Regions from separate parts of the Sus scrofa genome. Here all the other regions are linked to region 2. Evidence: chromatin contacts called from public HiChIP or PLAC-seq data. All regions are on one chromosome and are shown on one strand. The core of a region is the stretch at or near the end of the contact, and the rest is flanking DNA. Distances in the headings are between cores, read along the strand shown. Region 1 holds the start of OSER1 (oxidative stress-responsive serine-rich protein 1). Region 2 holds the start of SRSF6 (serine and arginine rich splicing factor 6). Region 3 holds the start of FITM2 (fat storage inducing transmembrane protein 2).

Region 1 (2,792 bases), core at 102-2,601, 570 kb after region 2:
CTCCGCCCTATTCCCGGCCTCCCATTCACTCAAATCAAGAGCTAAATAACTCAGTGAAACATGTATCGTTTTCCCCTTCTTCACTGATAAATTCATAAATTTGTGGGATGGATTTCTGCCGTTTTTTACTACACTAACTTCTTGAAATTGAACGATCCCCCTCAAAGATCAAACTTTTTAAAAGGCCTATTAGAAATTACCTTAAGTCAAATAACATAGGGCCTCGGATTTTCCTTAGCCTTTCAAAAAAAACCAAAATTATTCTAAGTTCCTTCATCAAAAGGGCAAATTCCTGATTTTCTCTGATTGTCAACAAAAGCTATGGGTCACAATCTTATTTACATCTTGCAGTTTTAACCGAGACCTCTTCGAACGTCAGGCCTAGGTCCAAATTTCCAGGACCCTGAAAAGACCGGAGAACGATCAATAAAAGATCTGCGCGTAAGCGTGTCATCACAATGTTAAAATATTTAGAAAATTTCCCAACCCACCAGGAAGCGTGGAGTTCGGGAAAGAAAACCGAATCCAGCAACTCTGCAAGGCGCAAATAAAACTAGGTTCAAACAATCGACCCGGGTGTCTCTTCTACCCACTCAACTCCCTAAACTCTCGGTACTAGAGCCCGATGTTAATTCTTCTTACCCAGAAAGTGGATCGGTCGTGGTTCAACAGGATTTGGGGAGAGGGAGGCTCAGAACCTGAGGGGTTCGGATAGCGGGGAGCTGTCCAGGGCCTTAGCTCTGCCCGCCCGAGGTCCTGCAGCTGGAAGTCGCCCCCTGAGGATACTCTCCGGGCCAAAAGGAGAGGATACAGTAGGGCCAAGGGGCAAGGGATGCAGGAGGAGGAGGGAGCAAAGCCGAAGCGGCAGCCAACGAGACTGGGGCGCGGAAAAGGGCGGGAAGGGGCAAAGGGCTGCCGAGGAGGACGAAAAGGGGAAGCTACGGCCAGGCGGGAGAGGGCGGAGGCGCGGGGCGGGGGTCGCGGAGGCGGGAAGGGGCGAAGAGAGCGGGGCTCGGGTAGTGCCAGGCCGCGGCGGCGGACGGAGCGCGGAGAGGCGCAGGCCCGGCTGGGCCCAGACAGCCAGAGCCGTGGGACGACGCGACGCGACGCGAGAGGGCTCAGAAGCGGCTGCCCGCTGCCAGGCCGGGCCTCGAGGCCGAGACGCGGTGCTACGGAGCTTCTCCGTCAAGTCTGGGCACTCACCTCCTCGCGGCAGGGTCGCTCCGGTGAGCCAGTCTCGTCAGTTCAGATCGTCTCTCCCCGATCGTCGCGCCTGACTGACCCGGATCTAAACCCGCGGAGGGGGCGGCCCGCTCCTCCGGAGTCGCTCTGCGCCTGCGTCACTCGGGCACGCCCCCCGCCCCCTGTTCGCGCTCCTCCTACCCCCCGTGACTCGGCAGCGCGGCAGGCAGCGACTGCGCAGGCGCGGAGCTGTAGCCGCGCCTCTCAAACGCCTTGCACCCGCCCCTCTCAAAACACGTGCGCCTGACGCCACTTCCTGTTATTCTCTTCGCTCGCTCCTCCCTTCTCAAAGAGTTTGCTGGGGATGGCTTTCTGGGGCATGCCTGCTTCCTTCTCTTGGTCAGGTGAGTGACTGGGTGAGTGAGGGTTGTTTCTCGCTGTCACGGAGCCACCTCGATTTTCCGCGGTCTCCCTGTGCTTGGAGCGCTACCTGGAGTCAACAAGGCTACGGAATTCCGCGAGGTGAGGCCCAGGTGGGTGGATCTTTACGCAACGGAGCCACCTCTGAACGCTCCGCGCGAGTCTCCTGGATGCGCGAATCTGGACTGCCGGCGGTATCGCTGGGGCTCGAACACCAGCCTTCGCCTCCTGGGGATCCCCCAGGGCTGCAGAAAAGCAAGGGGGAATCCGACACAGCTAGTACCGTGAACATTAGGCCGAAATTGGAACTGAAATGCGTTTACAAAATACCTTTGTTGTTTCCCTCTCTGGCTTTCTCCATTCTGTTAAATGAGGACGTTGGACTGCTTCAGCACATCTCGTTGTTTTCAGGCATGGACTCCGTTGAGAATCTGGTGAGAATCGTAGGCCGCCTCGACAGAGACGTGCACAGGCATACCAAATTTTGCAAAAAGGTTTGGGCAGTTCACCTAAGCAGGTAATTTTTAGGGATCTTTTCCTTTTGTAGGACTCCGACGGTTGCTTGGATGGCAGACAGAGAAGGGATGGGCTGAGCAACGGCTGCTACTCCCTCCAACACCAGCTCACTCACCATGCCCCAGTTCCACGTCCGCACTTCTCAGAGCTTTGTGGGAAAAGATGCTCTTCCTCAGTAAAATGGGCTCGAGTTGGTTCTGGCCAACCTTTGTGTGAGGTTGTCACTTGAACCAAAACTGGACCCTCCCACTCCCCAGTACCTTAGCTATAATCACCTAATTGGATAGGCTGCTGAAAATAGCTTGGTATGTTCAACTTAACTATAGCCAGACTTTGGAATGCCTGGCCCATGTCTGAGGATGGAATCTACAGGTTATTTTATAAGATTGTTAAAGCATGTCTTGGGCCCTGGGTACCTTTTTAAATCCTTGTTCATACCAGAGGCTCAGTAACTGACAAGGGATGAAAGAAACCTGTTAATTGTTAAGTCCCAACATCAAACCAAATTCTAATGATGGCTCCCCGCTTCTTTGCAGCAACCATGCACGTGTTTGCACGTTTAATATTCCTGTAATTTTACACAACAGATGAGGATGACTGGGATTCAGATATTAGCTTGTTCTAGCTCCCTTCTTCTGTGTCACAGTGCTAGGAAGTGACCGAATCAGGATTTA
Region 2 (3,009 bases), core at 162-2,661:
GACCCACTAATTTTTTTTAAAGATCTATCAATACGTTTTATTCACCTAACTTTAAGCTGAGCGTAGCCTCTACCACTAGCCGCCAGTTATTAACACTCCCCCTCCCCCCGTCGTCACAACTGTCAGACCCCCTGACTTTGCCAAATGTCCCCCGGGGGGCAAAACTGCCACCTTCCAACTAGAAGCTGTAGAGTGCAAGGCTGCCTTGCTCCCGAAGCGCTGGAATATACAGAAATACGTACACAGCCAGTATTATCGCGGCAACGCCCTTTCCCCTCAGCTAGTGTGACACAACGCCCTCGGGCTCTTTTCTCCACCTCTCCAGGCACTCCTTCCCCTTACTTAAGTTCCAAGACGACGCCAGGGTCTTCTGCTCTCCACTTAAACTTTACTCCTGGTTTTCATCTAATTCGCCAGCTTTAACTGGCAACTCTAGTGGTAAACTCCAAAATGTGCGTGTTTTTGCGGTATAGATAATGGGAAGGGATCGCGTTGGGACTACGGCCTCTCCACACGGGGGAGAAAATGAGCGTACCTCTGTGGGAAGGTTGCCAGGTCTTGCTCAACTTTCTGGGCCGGAGGCCTTGGCCCGCCTCCCTTTTCCAGCACCCGCAGCGAGCCGGGGGGGTTGCCATGCACACCTCAATCTACAGGTGACTCCAGGTGACGGTGCTCCAAGAAAGACCCCCTGGAAGGACAGGTGGCCGTAAAAGGAGGCGGTGAAGTGGGACCACGAGGGATAGAAGCCAGCAGTACCGTGCGCTCCCGACCGCGTCACCACGACCTCAGAGCGCTAACTTCGGATTCTGTGGAAATAGGCAGCTAACCGTGTGGAGAACGCCTTCTACACTAGGCAGAGCGCAAGCTGAGCGATCCATAGGGGAAATTTGCAGCCTCGTTCCCAAAACCAATCAGAGACCAGGGAGGCCTATAGTGACAACCTCGATAACCAATGAAAAGAGGGATTTTCCTAGCCGGCCTCCCAAGCGCGAGTCCCGGAGAGAACTCACAGAGGAAGTTTTTTTTAAGGTACAGATTAGAAAACAAGTCCTTGACTGGACGACGGGATACGACGTCTACAAAGATGTGTGGAGAAAGTTCGGTGAGCGAATAGAACCGCACTTCCCTGAAACTTGGAGCGCGGAGGTCCCGCAAGTCACTCTCGCGCTCCGCGCTTCAGCGCGGGAGGGTACGTGCTGCGCGTTGACGTCACGCGCCGGGCCCCGCCCCTGGCCGCTCGCCCTTATAGCGTAGCCCAGGCGCGCGCGCACCATTGTGTGGCTGGACTCGGCCGCCACTGCGGTGTGAGGCGCGTGTCCGGGCTTTTGCCGTCCCCGCACCCGCACCGCGGCTTCTGCCTTGCGGTTCGTCGTTCGACAGCCAGCCCTCGGGCCCCTCGCCCGCCACGGACATGCCGCGCGTCTACATAGGACGCCTGAGCTACAACGTCCGGGAGAAGGACATCCAGCGCTTTTTCAGCGGCTATGGCCGCCTTCTCGAAATTGACCTTAAAAATGGGTGAGTCGGAGGCTGGGCGCCCGCGTCCGCCCGCAGCGCCGCGGGCCTACGGCGGCAGGGCCCATCGGAGGGAGGAGACGGCCAAGGCCGCGGTGCCGCGTGGCAGGGCCGCCAAGATGGCGGCCGCGCGGGGCCGCGGGAGCGCGCGAGGAGCGGGAGCAGCGCGCGTGCGCGCCCCCGGCCTAACGACGTCCGCCGGTCTCCGGCCCTCGCGCCGCCCTCAGGTACGGCTTCGTGGAGTTCGAGGACTCCCGCGACGCCGACGACGCCGTTTACGAGCTGAACGGCAAGGAGCTCTGCGGCGAGCGCGTGATCGTGGAGCACGCCCGGGGCCCGCGCCGCGATCGCGACGGCTACAGCTACGGAAGCCGCAGTGAGTCCCACCCCCGCGCGCTCCGTGTCCTTGGGACCCCGGGGGCGGGTGCAGGCTTAGGGGGGCGGGGTGGGGCCTCCCAGCCGGGCAGGCGCGTTGGCCCGGGTCGCTTGACTCGGGTGTCCCCGGGGCCCGCTGCCTTCACGCCTGCCCGGGAAAGCCACGGGACGCCGGAGCGCGGGGATTGGGTGGTGGGTTTTGCCTAGCGGGAGTTTGTGTGTTTGGGGGCGGGAGTTGCTTAGTCGGGAGGGGGTAACGTGTGCTGGGCCCCTGTCAGCACTGTCGTGGGCTCTGCCTACGGAGGAAGCGAGGGTTGGCTGTACTTGTATCTCCCTCGCTTACCTGTCAGTGCATTAGGTAGAAATGTGAATGATTTAGCATGGAGGTTTGGGGACAGGCTGGGGTGGAGGTGGGGTTGGGGGCGGGGGAAGGGGTGGAGTTTGAAGCTTAGGACTTAAAGTTATTAAAATTGGCAGGGGCCAAAGAAAATGTTATTTTGACGTAATGTGGTATTGTACCACAAAGTAGATCTAAATGAGCTTTATGCTATATTTGAACTAGTTGGGGCATGTTATGGGGAGGAGGTGGGGGGATTTTGGTTATGTTAAATGTTTGATGTTGAAATTGTTGCATGTTGAATTCAAACTTTTTAACAAGTCCTTGATGTTTCAATTTGAAAGTGACCAATGGGGCTGAGGCTGTGTCCACTGAGGCTAAGATGACTGCCTTTCCTGATTGGCCTTGGCTTTTCCATACATTGTGTGACCCTTGCCCTATGACCCTTTGGCTGACCTTACCGGAAGCCATGACGACAGCAGCCTTTTGCCATTAGACGCAGGGTGATGGTGAGGATTCCGAGGGTTAGACAAAACTGGTTAATCTGAACTAGGTGACTGTTACCTTGCGTGTTTTGTGGCCAAACCACCACCAAAAACCTCACACTGTGATGTAAGTACTTAGTGTAACTAGTAAACATTTTTGTAAAATGTAGAAATGCATGTAATCAGTTAAGTTTTATATTTTACAATGTTCTGTAAAATAAAACTTAGCGAGGTAAATTGAATAAAGGAGCAGTCACTCTCTAACAGATTGTAGGAGAAGTTTAGTTGGATTTAGTC
Region 3 (3,080 bases), core at 499-2,998, 630 kb after region 2:
GGGCCACACTCACAGCATACGGAGGTTCCCAGGCTAGAGGTCAAATCAGAGTTGTAGCTGCCAGCCTACACCACAGCCACAGCAATGCCAGATCCGAGTCACATCTGTGGCCTACACCACAGCTCATGGCAACACCAGATCCTTAACCCAATGAGCAAGGCCAGGGATCGAACCCGAGTCCTCATGATACTAGTCCAGTTCTTTACCACTGAGCCATGATGGGAACTCCCCTAATCGATTCTTAAAATCCCCTCCAGAGCCAAGGATTCACTAGTTCCCTTTCATCAGTTAACCAGCACAGAGGTATGGAAGAGAACACCAGAATCCATAGCAACCTGCAAACCACAGGGACTTTACCAGGGTGCTCAGCTTCCAGCATCTCCCAGGCCAGATCAAGCAGCAACAGCCTTGTCTGCCTCCCCTGCACTTATCAAAGGTGGCTGACCTGGGACCAGCTGCAGCGAACACACATGCAAGAGATGTGGGGCCATGACCACTTTCATAATCTGCCCAGCCTCGTAAGTGGGGGAGGAAGGTGGGCCAAGGACAGAAGGCCTCTTTCTTGGGTTCCAAAAATGTCTCAGACACTACCCAAGAGCCTGTCGCTAAAATCTTCCCTGGGACTGATATGCAGGGAACTGGCCAGAGCCATGACCTGTTAGGTATTCGATGAAGCTGCTGGAGAGAGAAACCAGGGTTTTAAGCAGATAACCAAAACTGGACTGACTTCTGGGAGATGCCACAGACACCATAATCCTGAAGAGAAAAAACTCACATCAAGGGAGAATTTTTATCTTTCAGAATCTCCCTTTACTATTCCAACAGTGTTGTTGTCAATAACCTTAAAATCCAAGAGGTTTTTTTTTTTTTTTTTTTTTTTTTTTTAAAGGAGGGGGTGGGTAGACTTAAGAAATCTCAAAGAACCTGGCTGGGATTGTGTTCCTGGGCCACTGCCAGGAACTTTGAGTGGCTTAAGAAGATCCATGCAGATTCAGGGGAAAGGTCATAGACTGGAGGGTTCCACTCCTGCGACACTATCTTGGAGCGGGGTTGTCACAGGCTAGGATGGGGGTGGGGGGAAGGGCAGGTCTTTCTACCCTACCCAGGTGTGATGGGATTCTGTCACGCTGGGGGTGCAGGGGGTAATAACTGGACTTAGGGCAGAGGCACGGCGTCTGATGCCGGCAGGCAGGAGAGACGTGGCATATTCCCCAGGGCAGCGGCCAACCCCTAAACCCAAAGGAAATCGGGGTGGGGGTGGGAAGCTGGTTCATCCCCTCTTGCCACCTCCCACTCCTACACACACACAGACACACACACCTCCCTGCCCGTCACCCCTGCCCAGTCAGCTCAGACTGTCTTGTTTGGTGTGCAAACGCGACTTGCTGGTGACACTAGCTATTTCGGGGTCCCTCCATTTCGACCCGCGTGCAGACGCTGCTGTCACGATGGGGAGAAGGACCTCCCCTTCCAATGACTCGTCATCAGGGCAGCCAACCCCCAGCTGTCTGGGCAAGGCGACAGCGGTAGCTACGGCGGGGACAGGAGAAACCCGGGGCACACTCACACGTTGAGGACGTTGCGTTTGTTGCTGAGATAGCTCTCGGGCAGCGGTGAGAGTTCCTTGAGGAGGGACCCCGCCAGCATGGAAGCTGCCAGGGCCCAGGGCAGGTACCGCCGCACAGCCGCCCGCACCAGTGTTCCCCTGAGGACCCACGCGCAGCGCTCCAGGTGCTCCATGCCCGACCTCTTCGGCCACCGTCCGCCGACCCGTGCCTTCTCGGCCACCGTCTCGCCCTTCGTCCCGGCCGGCGAAACCACCTCCCTTTGAGCGCATGCGCGCTGCCCTCAGGCCCCGCCCTTGAGGAGGGTGCGCGTTCTGGAGCCCGCGCGCTCCCCCTCCTGGCCACCGGCGGCCTCTGCAGCGCGCTTGACTCCAAATTCGTCGCTTTCTCTTCACTCAAAATCACCTCCCGGAAAATCACCTTAGCTCCATCCGGGTAAGGCAGGTTTGAACCTCAGCCTCTATGCCTTGCTCTGATCAAAGAAAAAGAGTTTGTGGGAATATTTGCTGGAGGTAAGGAAGAATAAACGTTTCGTTGTAGGAGCTGGGACAGTGGTCTCAGCCTCTTTTGTTTTCTCATCTGTAAAATGAAGAGACAAGAGGAGATCGCCTTTCCCAAGAGTTAATTTATGAACTCAGGGTTCATTGTGGTGTCCAGAAACAGTTGCATGAGAATATAAATGCATACAATCATCGTATTTACATTTAAAATTATTGGATTTATTTTCACCTTCAAAACAACCACATACTTGTATTGAGCGAAAATGCTGGATGCTGAGGGTTAATGACGATAAGATGAGGGTGTTGATGACTCAGTTACTTATTTATCACAGAGTTAAACCTTCTCATCCCCTGGTCTGGTTGGGTGTGTAATTCAGTGTTTCCCAACCTTGAGGCATTTCTTTGCCACTGTATTAATTTTCTAGGACTGCCATAACAAGTTGCCAGAAACGTGTTGGCTTAAACCAACAGAAATATATTCTCTGGCAAGTCTGGAGGCCAGAAGTCTGAAATCAAGCTGTCGATGGGATTGGTTCCTTCTGGAGGCTCCTAGAAGGAGACCTTCCATGGCTCTCTTCCAGTGGCTGCAGGCAGTCCTGGGCATCCTTGGCTTATGGCTGCATCACTCCAATCTCTACTTCTTTCTTCCCATGGTCTTCTCCCTTCTGCGTGTCTGTGTGTCTTCTCTCCTTCCATCTATTATAAGGACACTCGTCACTGGATTTAGGGTCCACTCAAAATCCAAAATAATCACTTCATTAGATCCTTCATTACATGTGCAAAGACTTTATTTCCAAATAAGGTCATATTCCCAGGGATTAAGACTTTGATGTGTCCTTTGGCGCGGGGGGGGGGGGGTGTCACCATTCAACCCCCTGTATCCACTTGAACTGTTTCTGCCATGTCCATACACCACCAGTACTATTATTTCTTCACATTTTTCTTTAGACAATACACATTTAAAACTGAAATACTTATAGACTCCCAAGCAGAAATACCCATAGAATAATAGATT

The links. HiChIP or PLAC-seq counts read pairs in DNA pulled down with a chosen protein or histone mark.
Region 1: a contact with region 2 is called in an H3K27ac HiChIP or PLAC-seq map of alveolar macrophages. The contact joins the promoter of OSER1 here to the promoter of SRSF6 in region 2. A contact is called at or near these places in 1 of 5 promoter capture datasets (fetal liver), 5 of 47 Hi-C or Micro-C datasets (alveolar macrophages, heart right ventricle, liver and 2 more) and 1 of 2 datasets of contacts at active chromatin or transcription factors (alveolar macrophages).
Region 3: an H3K27ac HiChIP or PLAC-seq map of alveolar macrophages shows a contact between it and region 2. The contact joins the promoter of FITM2 here to the promoter of SRSF6 in region 2. A contact is called at or near these places in 1 of 47 Hi-C or Micro-C datasets (heart right ventricle) and 1 of 2 datasets of contacts at active chromatin or transcription factors (alveolar macrophages).

The regions. Positions count from the first base shown.
Region 1 is chr17:46,684,793-46,687,584 of Sscrofa11.1, forward strand. OSER1 (oxidative stress-responsive serine-rich protein 1) reads right to left here and starts at 1,352. Exons shown (of 4, transcript XM_021078054.1): 1 at 1,204-1,352. It also overlaps LOC106506689.
Region 2 is chr17:46,118,201-46,121,209 of Sscrofa11.1, forward strand. It overlaps SRSF6 (serine and arginine rich splicing factor 6), which reads left to right and starts at 1,412. Exons shown (of 6, transcript NM_001077217.1): 1 at 1,412-1,518; 2 at 1,743-1,891. The coding sequence starts at 1,412. It overlaps LOC100520338 (a long non-coding RNA gene), which reads right to left and starts at 714. Exons shown (of 7, transcript XR_297849.3): 1 at 536-714.
Region 3 is chr17:46,744,150-46,747,229 of Sscrofa11.1, forward strand. It overlaps FITM2 (fat storage inducing transmembrane protein 2), which reads right to left and starts at 1,749. Exons shown (of 3, transcript NM_001128460.1): 1 at 1,568-1,749. The coding sequence starts at 1,740.